Regions from separate parts of the Mus musculus genome. Here region 2 is linked to region 1. The links are chromatin contacts, called in public Hi-C maps. All regions are on one chromosome and are shown on one strand. Each heading gives the region's core, a stretch centred on a gene start, on an enhancer-like site or on the middle of the called end of the contact. The rest is flanking DNA. Distances are from core to core; before and after follow the strand shown.

What was found. A called contact is a pair of places that touch in the nucleus more often than the background predicts.
Region 2: a Hi-C map of cortical neurons shows a contact between it and region 1, with 4 times the contacts expected there. The contact joins two enhancer-like sites. A contact is called at or near these places in 8 of 484 Hi-C or Micro-C datasets (cerebellar granule neurons, cerebellum, cerebral cortex and 3 more) and 5 of 115 datasets of contacts at active chromatin or transcription factors (embryonic basal ganglia, embryonic forebrain, embryonic hindbrain and 2 more).

What each region holds. Positions count from the first base shown.
Region 1 is chr11:36,043,504-36,048,632 of GRCm38.p6, forward strand. Tenm2 (teneurin transmembrane protein 2) reads right to left here. Exons shown (of 29, transcript NM_011856.4): 23 at 3,264-4,138. Among named protein-coding and RNA genes, the nearest start is that of Gm42072, 48 kb to the left of the region's middle. Within about 2 kb of position 2,353, at least 85 of the 459 cell types and tissues checked have an H3K27ac peak or open chromatin away from gene starts, as enhancers often do. A contact at or near this core is called in cortical neurons, where this site is marked.
Region 2 is chr11:36,651,049-36,656,177 of GRCm38.p6, forward strand. The region is part of intron 2 of Tenm2 (teneurin transmembrane protein 2); the gene reads right to left. Among named protein-coding and RNA genes, the nearest start is that of Gm51889, 44 kb to the right of the region's middle. Within about 2 kb of position 3,108, at least 2 of the 459 cell types and tissues checked have an H3K27ac peak or open chromatin away from gene starts, as enhancers often do. A contact at or near this core is called in cortical neurons, where this site is marked.

The DNA.
Region 1 (5,129 bases), core at 1,103-3,602:
ATAAGTATTAAATGGTATTTTTCTGTGTGGGATTTTTGACTAATTGTTGTTTTATTCGACTATTCCTATAGTTTAGTAATTGTAGCTTCCTTTCATATTTTAGACGCATAGAAGTATTTTAAAATAAGAAAGTGATGCAACGATAATGTTTGGGCTTCAGGTGTCTTGCACAGTGCTCAGCAGCAGAGATCGACCAGGCAAGGACTGTGTTGAGTGTATTCTCTGGAACGGGAGCAGGACTTGAAGTCTGGTCCTGCGTAGTTCCAGGACTTCTGTTCTGGGCAGGCTGCTGCTGGCCACTCGTCTGAGAGGAGGAAATAGAGTTTCCACTCTGGGGGAAGTGGAGGGGAGGGCACGGGAAAGCATCTCCCAGGCTGTGTGGGGAAAGCATGCTCCCTAGCTTGCAGACTGACTTTCGGAGGAGGGGGGGAGGGGGTGCAGCTGCTTGTTTCCCCCACAACAGATATGCAGATTCAGCTCTCTCTATAGGAACCTCTGGACTATCCCTTTGGACTGAGAGCAGTGATAACCAGCAATGAGGTCTCTGTTTTACCTCAACAGACTTGGCAGGACCTTGGTGGCAGCCATTCACCAAACATGGAGAAAGTACTGGGGATTTGGACTGCAGTGAAATGGACAGCATTTTATGCCTCATAAATAGATAAAAAGACAAAGATTAAACCAAGGCTGCTCTTCTCTACTCTGGAAACATGGAGGCACGGGAGGATCCCCCAAAGCTCAATTCTTACATCTCCATTGTGGTTGGCTCTCCAAAAGCCACCTTCTAAGACAGAGGAATGTAACTGTTTCCAGAGTGAACCATTCCTGTTTGGAAGACCACAGAGCCTGCTCTTTCTATAACATAACTGCTGAACTCCATCCCACGGGAAGCCAGCATTTAGACTGTGTGATACCTGCTGGTTTTCCACTGGCTGGATATGGAGGAGTTGGCCACAACCACAGGGCACACATCATAGCGCCTCTCTTCTGGAGGGCCTGGCTTTAGGGACGTTCTATGTTTTATGCCTCTGGACCTCAGGATATGGGGACCGACAGAAGTGGGAACTGTGAGCAAGTACCAAGCACAGAGAGGACTAAAGTGCGAAGCGCACCCCTCAATTCTGCTGCTGACATATATCCCCGTCTAACACCCGCATCCTTCTTTAGGCAGGAGGGGCCGGAGACAGAGATGAGCTTTATTGCTTCTTTCCAGTCTTGTTAGCATCTCGTTTTTGTTGAGCTTCTGAATACCAAGGTTTGCTGATTTCTAAAGTTATCTAAAGCTAACAATGGACACCCACAACTCCTGTGCAGCTGATGCTACCGCCTGACAGATGTGAACGCAGGCGCTCAGGGAGGTTGAGAAACTTGTCCAATGCCAACGGGAAGCACATCTCAGAGCGGGCATCCACACCACTGCCTCCCTGATGCCGAGGCTGGGAGCTTCCTGGCAAGCGAGGCTTTGTCCTGCAGAAGGCTGTGCAGTTTGACATTCCCTCTAAGGTGGACTGTGGCCATCATACTCTATCTGGACTCAGTAGTCTGCAACTGGGGAAATTTTAATTCCAAGGCTGGGACTTCCTGGAACATTCTGGAACTGAGGGGAACATCTCACTGAAGCACATCCCATAGTTTTCTTCATTTCTGTTAATCTCCTTCTCTAGACTTCTGCAATCACTGTGTATGTTCACCTGGACCTTACACCCCTGACAGGAAGTGCAGCTTGTGTCTGAGTTTTTCCTTGGGAACCTAAGGAAAACTTGTATGTGTGAATCTCTCCACAACGGAAAATTTAGATGCTTGGATCTACTCACATTCTCAAGCCTATCAAATTAAAAGAGAAAACGTGAATCAGTTTCACTGTAACTCTTGATTAAACACTTCAAAAAAAAAAAAAAAAGAATCAAGTGTATATTTTCATTCGGCTGGGGACCTTTGGCAGCAAGCTGCCTCCAATCAAAGAGCTCATTTCTGTGGGATCCCTACACCCGAATTTCAGAACTGGACTCCAACCTAGGCCTAATTCAGGAGGGCCTCTGCTCTTCACTCAAGAGATTTAGCAGCTACAATGTATGTGTCTAAGGTCATTTGATATAACCGTTGCCAGAAGGAAGCGTCCGGGAGGTTTGTGGATTAAAGCCTTAACCCGACTGTGCTGAGAACTAAAGGTGATATACAGATGGTCCCCACAGAGGAAAAGAGCACTGGCTAGTGAAGGACGACCAAGTACCAGCACCTTGAAGGATGTGAAGCTGCTCAGAAGTCCCCATAAGCCCCAAGAAGGAAGACAGGACCAGGCAAACAATTCTGCAATGCAGTAAAACCGCCAGCAGGTGGCGACAGCTTCCTTTGCATTCTCCCAAACACACTGGCGTACAAACAGGAAGCGAACATTGTTGATTTAAGCGCGATCAACAATGAAGTCTTCTTTTTTCTTGTCCCACCCACCTCCATCTCTCTGTGGTATCCCCTCCCTAACTTACTAAATTCTCAGCTGGCAGCCACACGGAAAGCAAGCCAGGACTTGCTAATGTCTAACGTTCGCTCACTGCTGTGGAGAGCCCAGAGGCTGGCAGATTCCATTCAGTCTCCAGCAGGTCATTGGGGACTCAGGCTTAGTAGCTTCCTCCAACCAGCAGCTCTTAGGTTAATACCCGCAGCAGCAGGTTTGCTTGACCAAAGCCGCTTCAGGAGCTGGGGAAAACAGCTTTTTGGCAAAGCAAACGGTAGAACTATTAAGTATGAGATAATTGTTAGGGGAAATATGGCCAGCCCTCACATCTTTTAATATACCTAGCACTTTATCTGTATTGATCTGCTTCTGCTAAAGAGGAAATTCAGAGTTTATCTACCTGTCTGTGCAATCAAGTGTGTTGCTGGACCTATTGTTAAATCACAGAAGCCCCGCTGGGACCCTCCCTCTTCGTTTCTAATTTCCGCACCCATGGCAAACATGAATAATCAGTGGGGTTAATCAGCACTTTATCTCCCAGGTGCTGTGCGTGTCCAATATCCTGAAGTTTGAACGGCAAGCAGACAACAGGAATTCCCAATGCTGGCAGGGAGGATGCTCAATATCAGAGGCCCGACAGAGCAAATCATTTAGGAGTCGGGAGAAGGGACATGAATATCCTGCAGCTATAAGAAGTCATTAGAGTTAGCAAGACGTGACTAGGCAGTTTTAAAGACGATGCGAGTGGTTCATCTGGATGCCAGCTAGAGGAGGGGAGAGCTCTATAGAGATTGGTCAAAAGCCTACTTACTCATAAAAAGTTGTCCATCCAGTTTCATCACTCTTGGTGGCTAGGAGTCCAGTGTTCCCATCATAAGTCATGAGGCCCAGCTCCAGGTTCTGAGTGGACACGGCTTTGAGGCCTCCATTGGTGCCCACGGTAAGGGTGATAATCTGATTATCAGGCATGAGCAGGTGGCGGGGCATGCCACTGCTGTCCCGGCGGATCTTTAGGGAATTCCCGTTGTTGTCAATCAACTCGGTGACGTCATTGTCAGCGCTGTATGTGAAATTGTACAAGTACTCCCCAGTCACCAGACTCACAGTGTACTGATGGATACCATCAGCGTTGAACACGTACAATTCCTGTTCTCCCGGAGATGCAGCCTCATACTGGTTGAATGCGTTAAGAACGGGTTTATTTTTGCTGACCGCCCTGATCCGGATATTCCCAAGGTCTGCAATGTAGATGGTGCCATCTGGAGCCACGGCTAAGGAGGACGGCGAGTTTAGGATGGCGTCCGTGGCGTAAGCGTCATCTCCCGAGTAGCAGATGCAGTTGACATCGTTTTTGCAGTCACAGTCTGAGGCCGCCCCGGCTAAGAGGCAGATCTCTCCATTGGTGGTGACTTGGCGTAGGCGGTTGATCTTCTTCTCGTCCGTCTCAGTGATGTAGAGCACCCCAGTGTGAGAAATAGCAATGGCGCTGGCTGATTCCAGCGCAGAATGGATGGCGAGTTTGCTGAGCGAGTAGTCGATGCCGGGAACCTGGCAGTGCATAGGCCGTCCCGCGATGATGCTGACCTGGTGGTTCTCCGTGATCCGCAGGATGACGTTGTTCTCCAGAACGTACAGGGAGTTGTCCATGGGGTTGACGGCGAGGTCTGTCGGCCATTCTAGACGGACCTGCACACGACAGATGGCATTTCAAGAACAGCCTCGAACATGTTAATTTTATTCGTCTAGGAGAAAATGACTTAGCTTTTAAAAATATTCATTTTATTTCCCGTGTGTGAATGCTTTCCCTGTTTGCATGTGGGAACCTCGTGCATGCCTGGTCAGAAAGGGTAAGGCCGTTGGATCCCTTGGAACTGGAGTTATAGATAGTTGTAACCCACCACATGGATGGTGGGACTTGAACCCAAGTCTTCCTCAAGGCCCAGCTTGAGGCATCTCTCCAGCACCAACTTAGCCTTTAAGTAGCAAGCTGTACTAGGAGGGCTCATCACTGAACCATTTGCCTGAGCTGGCTGTTTATGATAGAGAGGAGGGGAGCATGTGACAGACTCTGCCTTCAGTTTCATCTGTCTTGACTCGATCCTGGCAGCTCCATCCACACCAGTGTTTCTCAGCTCCAGATGACTAACCAGGGCTACAGCCATCCAATGCGGTTGTACAGGTAGATAAATGCATAAGGGACCAAGGCAATTCAGCCCAGCGTCAGCTCTGCGAGCCATGGGTCAGGGAAGGCTGTGTTCATTTAGAGATGACACATTTGTCTAAGTTGGGAAAAAGCAACCATGTGGCTTGGAAGGTGGCCCTAGCCCAAGAACAGACAAAGAACAGGCTGGCTAACAAACTACAACTTGAGTGTTTGAGAGAAAAAAAAGAGAAACGAACAAAGCCAAGTCAAGTACATCCTTCTTCTGTGGAATTTGAAATAATTAAAAAAAAAATCTCAGTAGCAAGTTGTCAGTTTGTTGGGAAATTTGAGTTAAAATTTATGAGTTTGACCAAGAGTTGAAAAGACTCTCACAGGCCTGGGCCCGGTGGGCATACATGCTAGCCTCTTTGAACGAATGTTGCACATTTGAGGAGCCCGTGGTCTCTGCCACCCTAAGAGACCTGACAAAGCACACACATCGGGATGATTGAGGAGGGCCTTGCTCTAGTAACT
Region 2 (5,129 bases), core at 1,858-4,357, 610 kb after region 1:
TACACATCTCATCCTGTTCTCATGCTCTAACAGCTAGCCTATAGGAGATGATATTTCACGTGTAAAATAGATAAAAGAAATAACATTGTAACTTTGAGAGCAGGATTGCACAGTGTGGCAGGGATTAGCCATGTGCGTCTGTTCAAATACAAATGTAAATTTGATTAAAATTCTGGATAATTCGAAACCCTTCAGTCACACTAACTACATCTCAGGTTCTCAATAGCCAGATGAGACAAGGCACCATCTTGGACAAAGTGGCTGCTTCCATCAAGAGATCTACTTAAACCTCTTCTGTGGCAACCACTGAAACGGGATAAAGATGGGCTACTAGTACTATGACATTTTTCTAGTCATTTCCTATTTTTCTATGATGTAGACCTATTAGTATGATTATTTAATGACGTCTTGCCCCAAATGGATTGCAAATTACTAAGAGAAACAATTCTTTTTAGGATCTATGAAGGCAAATACCCATCCTCTTCCTTCTGTCATCTGCCCATGGAGCACCCCCAAATCAGCTACACCCTAACATATGTGGAGCCTTTTGCCTAGATGAGCAAATGAACCTTATGTACATCAGCTGATGAAACTGTGAAATTAATTGTGTTGACATCCATTTGGGCAGAAAACAGTTAACCCAGCATGACAGGGTGGATGATGGTGACTGAGAACCCAGAGGCCCTTGAGAAAGTTGTTTTCATCTCATTATGCCTGCTTTCATAATTATAACCGACTCATCAGCCTGGAGTCGAACACCACGAATAATCACTTTCCTGCATATTTTCGAAGGAAGAAGCATAATAAGGTAAAATTTACAGACTAATTTATGACATTTGTGAATCTATTTTCAGGAAATGAAAAACTGGGATTCAGTAGGAGGACTGGAAAGTTCTCTTTTAAATAGTATATATATTTCTGTCTCTCTGTCTCTCTGTTTGTCTCTGTCTCTCTCTGTCTCTCTCCCCCCTCTCTCTGAGAGAAAAAAAAAACTGTTTGAAATTATGAAAAAAATCTCATACATAGAGCAAACAAACACAATTAATACTTGTTTAAACCCAGCAGAGAGTTTCTATCAGGCTGTTTGAGTTGGTTTCCTTTAATTTCAAGAACATTTTAATATAAGAAAGCAATAACCCTCTAGTGGGTTAAATGCATAGTTTAAAAAATACTGCAGTTAGGAAGACACTACCAGGAAGATTATTTAAGTAAAAGAAAATCACAAACTTGAACATTAATATATGTGTAACAAAATCACTGCAGGAGGACATTTTTCTGTGTAAATAGATACCCATCAACTGCAAGTAGATGATGAAGCGCTAGGCCTGCTTCTCAGTCACCTCCCTGAGACTCTGTCCTTGGTAAGCCATACATCAGCCATTGCTAAGTCACTTCACTAATCATAAAATACAGTGAACAATAACACATATAAAACCACCAAATCCCTGCCAAACATAACACAGAATTAGTCAAATAAACAAACACCTCTAATAAAACCATCTGGTTTGATTCTATTTTAGGTCACAGCAGCTAAAAATGTCACTAAAATAAGATTGTGAACAACACAGTAACTGCTCTTAACTGGAGTGGTTTACAAGAAATCAGGGCCAGCAAACTCTACCTTCTGCCATTCTTTCCCCAGTAGAGCCTGATCTATAGAAAATAAGCAACTTGCAGCGAGTGATAACAATTGAATTATGTGGGAGAAAAGGCACTTGAGAGTCCTCTGGTTTATTTTTGACTGTGAAACACTAGGCTGTAGGTGGTTTTTGTAAAAACTCAATTAAGATGCCCATCTGTAAATGGAGAATTTACATTTGTTTGTAAACTTCCTAATTAAGAACTATCACTCCACCCCTCCTTCAGTGCCCTTAAAGATTTGCTGCCCTAATACGATGATGACAAATGCTAAAAATGAATCACAACAACAAATGACTGGTGACCAAGTTCCTCTCTGAACACAGCACTCAAGTTAGGCACAAAGACGTAAGCATGTGTATCTCTTCCTCTTCTTCTTCCTCCTCTTCTTCCTTCTCTTCCTCCTCTTCTTCATCATCTTCTTTGTCTTCTCCTCCTCCACCTTGTTCTCTTCCTGCTTCCTTTTTGGATGTTCGTTTCCATGTTTATTATGTCAAGTATTTGTTCATTTTATAGCTTGATAAAATGTCTGATTTTTTTTTTCTTGTGATGTGACAGAAACTCCTCTCAGCTTTGAAGCTTTTCCTGGAGAGCAAGCACAGTTGCTCAGGAAAAGTTCAAAATAACTCCTGTGGTAAGAACTTTTGAAACAGACTGGGACGTGATGAACCTGCAGTGTGAATGACGCTTGTCTACCTTAATTTCCCATTTGAGAAAATCACATTTTTTCCCCTTTTGCTTTACCTCAATAACTGCCAACATTTATATACATTACACATTGCCTTCAATGTTTAAATACTCTGACAATCACACCTTCAATTCTGAGTTAAAACGATCATGACTCCAGGAGAGAGAAGAGATGTTTCTAGAAAGGGTATGCTTAGACACACTTCACAATCCACAGTAGGGCTCCGACTTTCCATAAATACTCCATACATATCTTGCAGGAGGCTTTTCAAATTCAAATGTAAGCTGATCCCACCCAAGAAAGCACGAGTCACATCCCCCCCTCCTAGACATCTCTTGCTATCCTTACTTGCCCATGCTGGCAAAAATGTAACAAGGGTATTCTTTCCAGCCTTTTTAATTACCAAAATTCAAGTTGCTTTTAAAATATCATAGTCCCTCTTGAGATTTCAGGAGAGCTAAGATCACCATGGCAATAAGAAAATTGTGCCAACATCATCTTGGCATCAACCGGCCACGCCTCTCAGGAGACCATCACATGGGAGGGAACTGAACCCGTATCAAAAGTATGCATGCTCCCAAAATGATAAATTTCATGTTACAGGAGGTAAATAAGAAAATGTTGTAACCATATGCCTCCCTCTAATATACACAATTAAAATGCAATATCAATCTGCTCTCCTGGTATGTAAAGTAAAAATGGAAAGTTAACAGACAGTGGCCCACATATGATGCCCATGTGCCAGCTTGCCTTCACTTCATCATGCCTCACCGGCTTTTCACGGACCAATCTCTCTCCGCTCATGGAATGTGGGTGTAATCCCGCCGTCTCCCTTGATTCATGGGCCTGTTCCTTCACCCTTTCTGTCAACATTTCCTGTCTACCCCAACAGGCTTGGCAGGAAAAAAAAGAAGTGAATTACCCAGAGTGACACTGATGCTACAGAGAACTGTGTGTGTGTGTGTGTGTGTGTGTGTGTGTGTGTGTGTGTGTGTGTAAAAACCTGTAACATTTCTGGTCATATATATTTCAGATTAGGGTCATGTAACCTGTACTCTAGAAATATCCAAAGGTGTGCTGATGCATAACTGTAAAAAAGCATGGAATAACAGTCTGATTGAAAGAAAAACTAGAGCAAATATAAAGCAGTATTTCACCTAATAGATTGTAATATACTATTATGCAGTTATTACAAATGTATTCAAAGCATTTTAAACTTCCTACCATTAAATATATACTATAAATATATACTCTTACATGTATTGGTAGTACTGTAATACTATCATTTCTAACCATCCCCACTGTTCTTTTCCTTGCTTCTTCCTCTTCATGGAGCAAAAATAAAATTATCTTCTTGGTGTAATGGAGACATTTCTAGTATCCAAAGATGTGTCAAGTGTTCATTTGTTACCCTATAGGCACCTGTTCCATTCTCAGTACCTTATCTAGAAGATGCCTTCACACCTTCAAAGGAGCAAGAGCTGAAACATGGAGGGCCCAGGCTGGGAGATTTCTTCTAATTTGTAATCCAGGCTTGCAAAAGTTTAGAGAGGACCTTGCCAAGGGGGCTGAAGGGTTCTGGTTACAGCTGTGCTTTGTGCCCTCTGCAGGTGAACTGACAGCTAGAGTCAACCTTAGACTCCTTCTTTAGAACCTAGCACACAAGACCTGATGGCAGAGGAGAGACTTCTAGATGTTTCCTGCCATTAGTAGAGAAAGCACAGATAGAAGTGAAAGGTGGAGGTGGTGGTGGCATACACCTTTAATCCCAGCACTCGGAGCCTAGTCCACAGAATGAATTCTAAGACAGCTAGGGCTACACAGAGAAATGCTGCCCCCCCCCCAACACACTATGCATACAGAGACACACAGACACAGATACAGACACGGATACACTCTCTCTCTCTCTCTCTCTCTCTCTCTCTCTCTCTCTCTCTCTCTCTCTCTCTCTCTCTTTCTCTCACTCACTCACACACACAGTAGGAATAGTGAAGACTGGTTCAATGTACTCAGCAGGAAGAAGTCCAAGAGAATCTTACATCCTTGCAACTAAATTGCTGCAGTCTTCCCAGGAAGTTGAGCACAGAACAGGAGGAATGTCAAGTCAAGTGCTCCAGCAGTCCTCCCAGGAAGCTGAGCAATGGGGCAGGAGGAATCTCAAGTCAAGTGCTTCAGCAGTCCTCCCAGGAAGCTGAGCACAGAACAGGAGGAATGTCAAGTCAAGTGCTCCAGCAGTCCTCCCAGGAAGCTGAGCAATGGGGCAGGAGGAATCTCATGTCAAGTGTTCCACCTCTGGCTGTGGAATGCCAAAGACACTTGGAGGTCCCCGCTTCCAAAACTTGACACTAAGGAAAGCCTTAGCTTTTTGGAGTCCTTGTGGTTCCCTTACATGAATACTGCCGAATGACTCATACACATTTGGCACATGATCATGGTTGCCAGTCCTCTATCATTCCCAAGAGCTGTCAAGTCTTCTAGTGCATACCTTGTCATGCCACAGAGGAATGAAACTAAGACTAGAGTAAGTGTGGCAACGAGACACTGAAGTCAAAGAGGGAAGGGTAGACAAGGGTGGTGTGGGCTGGGCTGCTTCTATTAATAGTATTCTTGGTGGGTGTGGACATCGTACTAACAGTTGTCCTGAGTTACAATAACCCCCCACACCCACCAGCTATCATGCAGTATTCTCCTTCCTTTATTTTGAGGCAAATAAGTGAAGGGAGACACGGGGAATTAAGCTAACTGCCAGCCTGTTCATGCTGAGAATTTAAACAAGTCCCTATTTGTATATTACAAACACGAA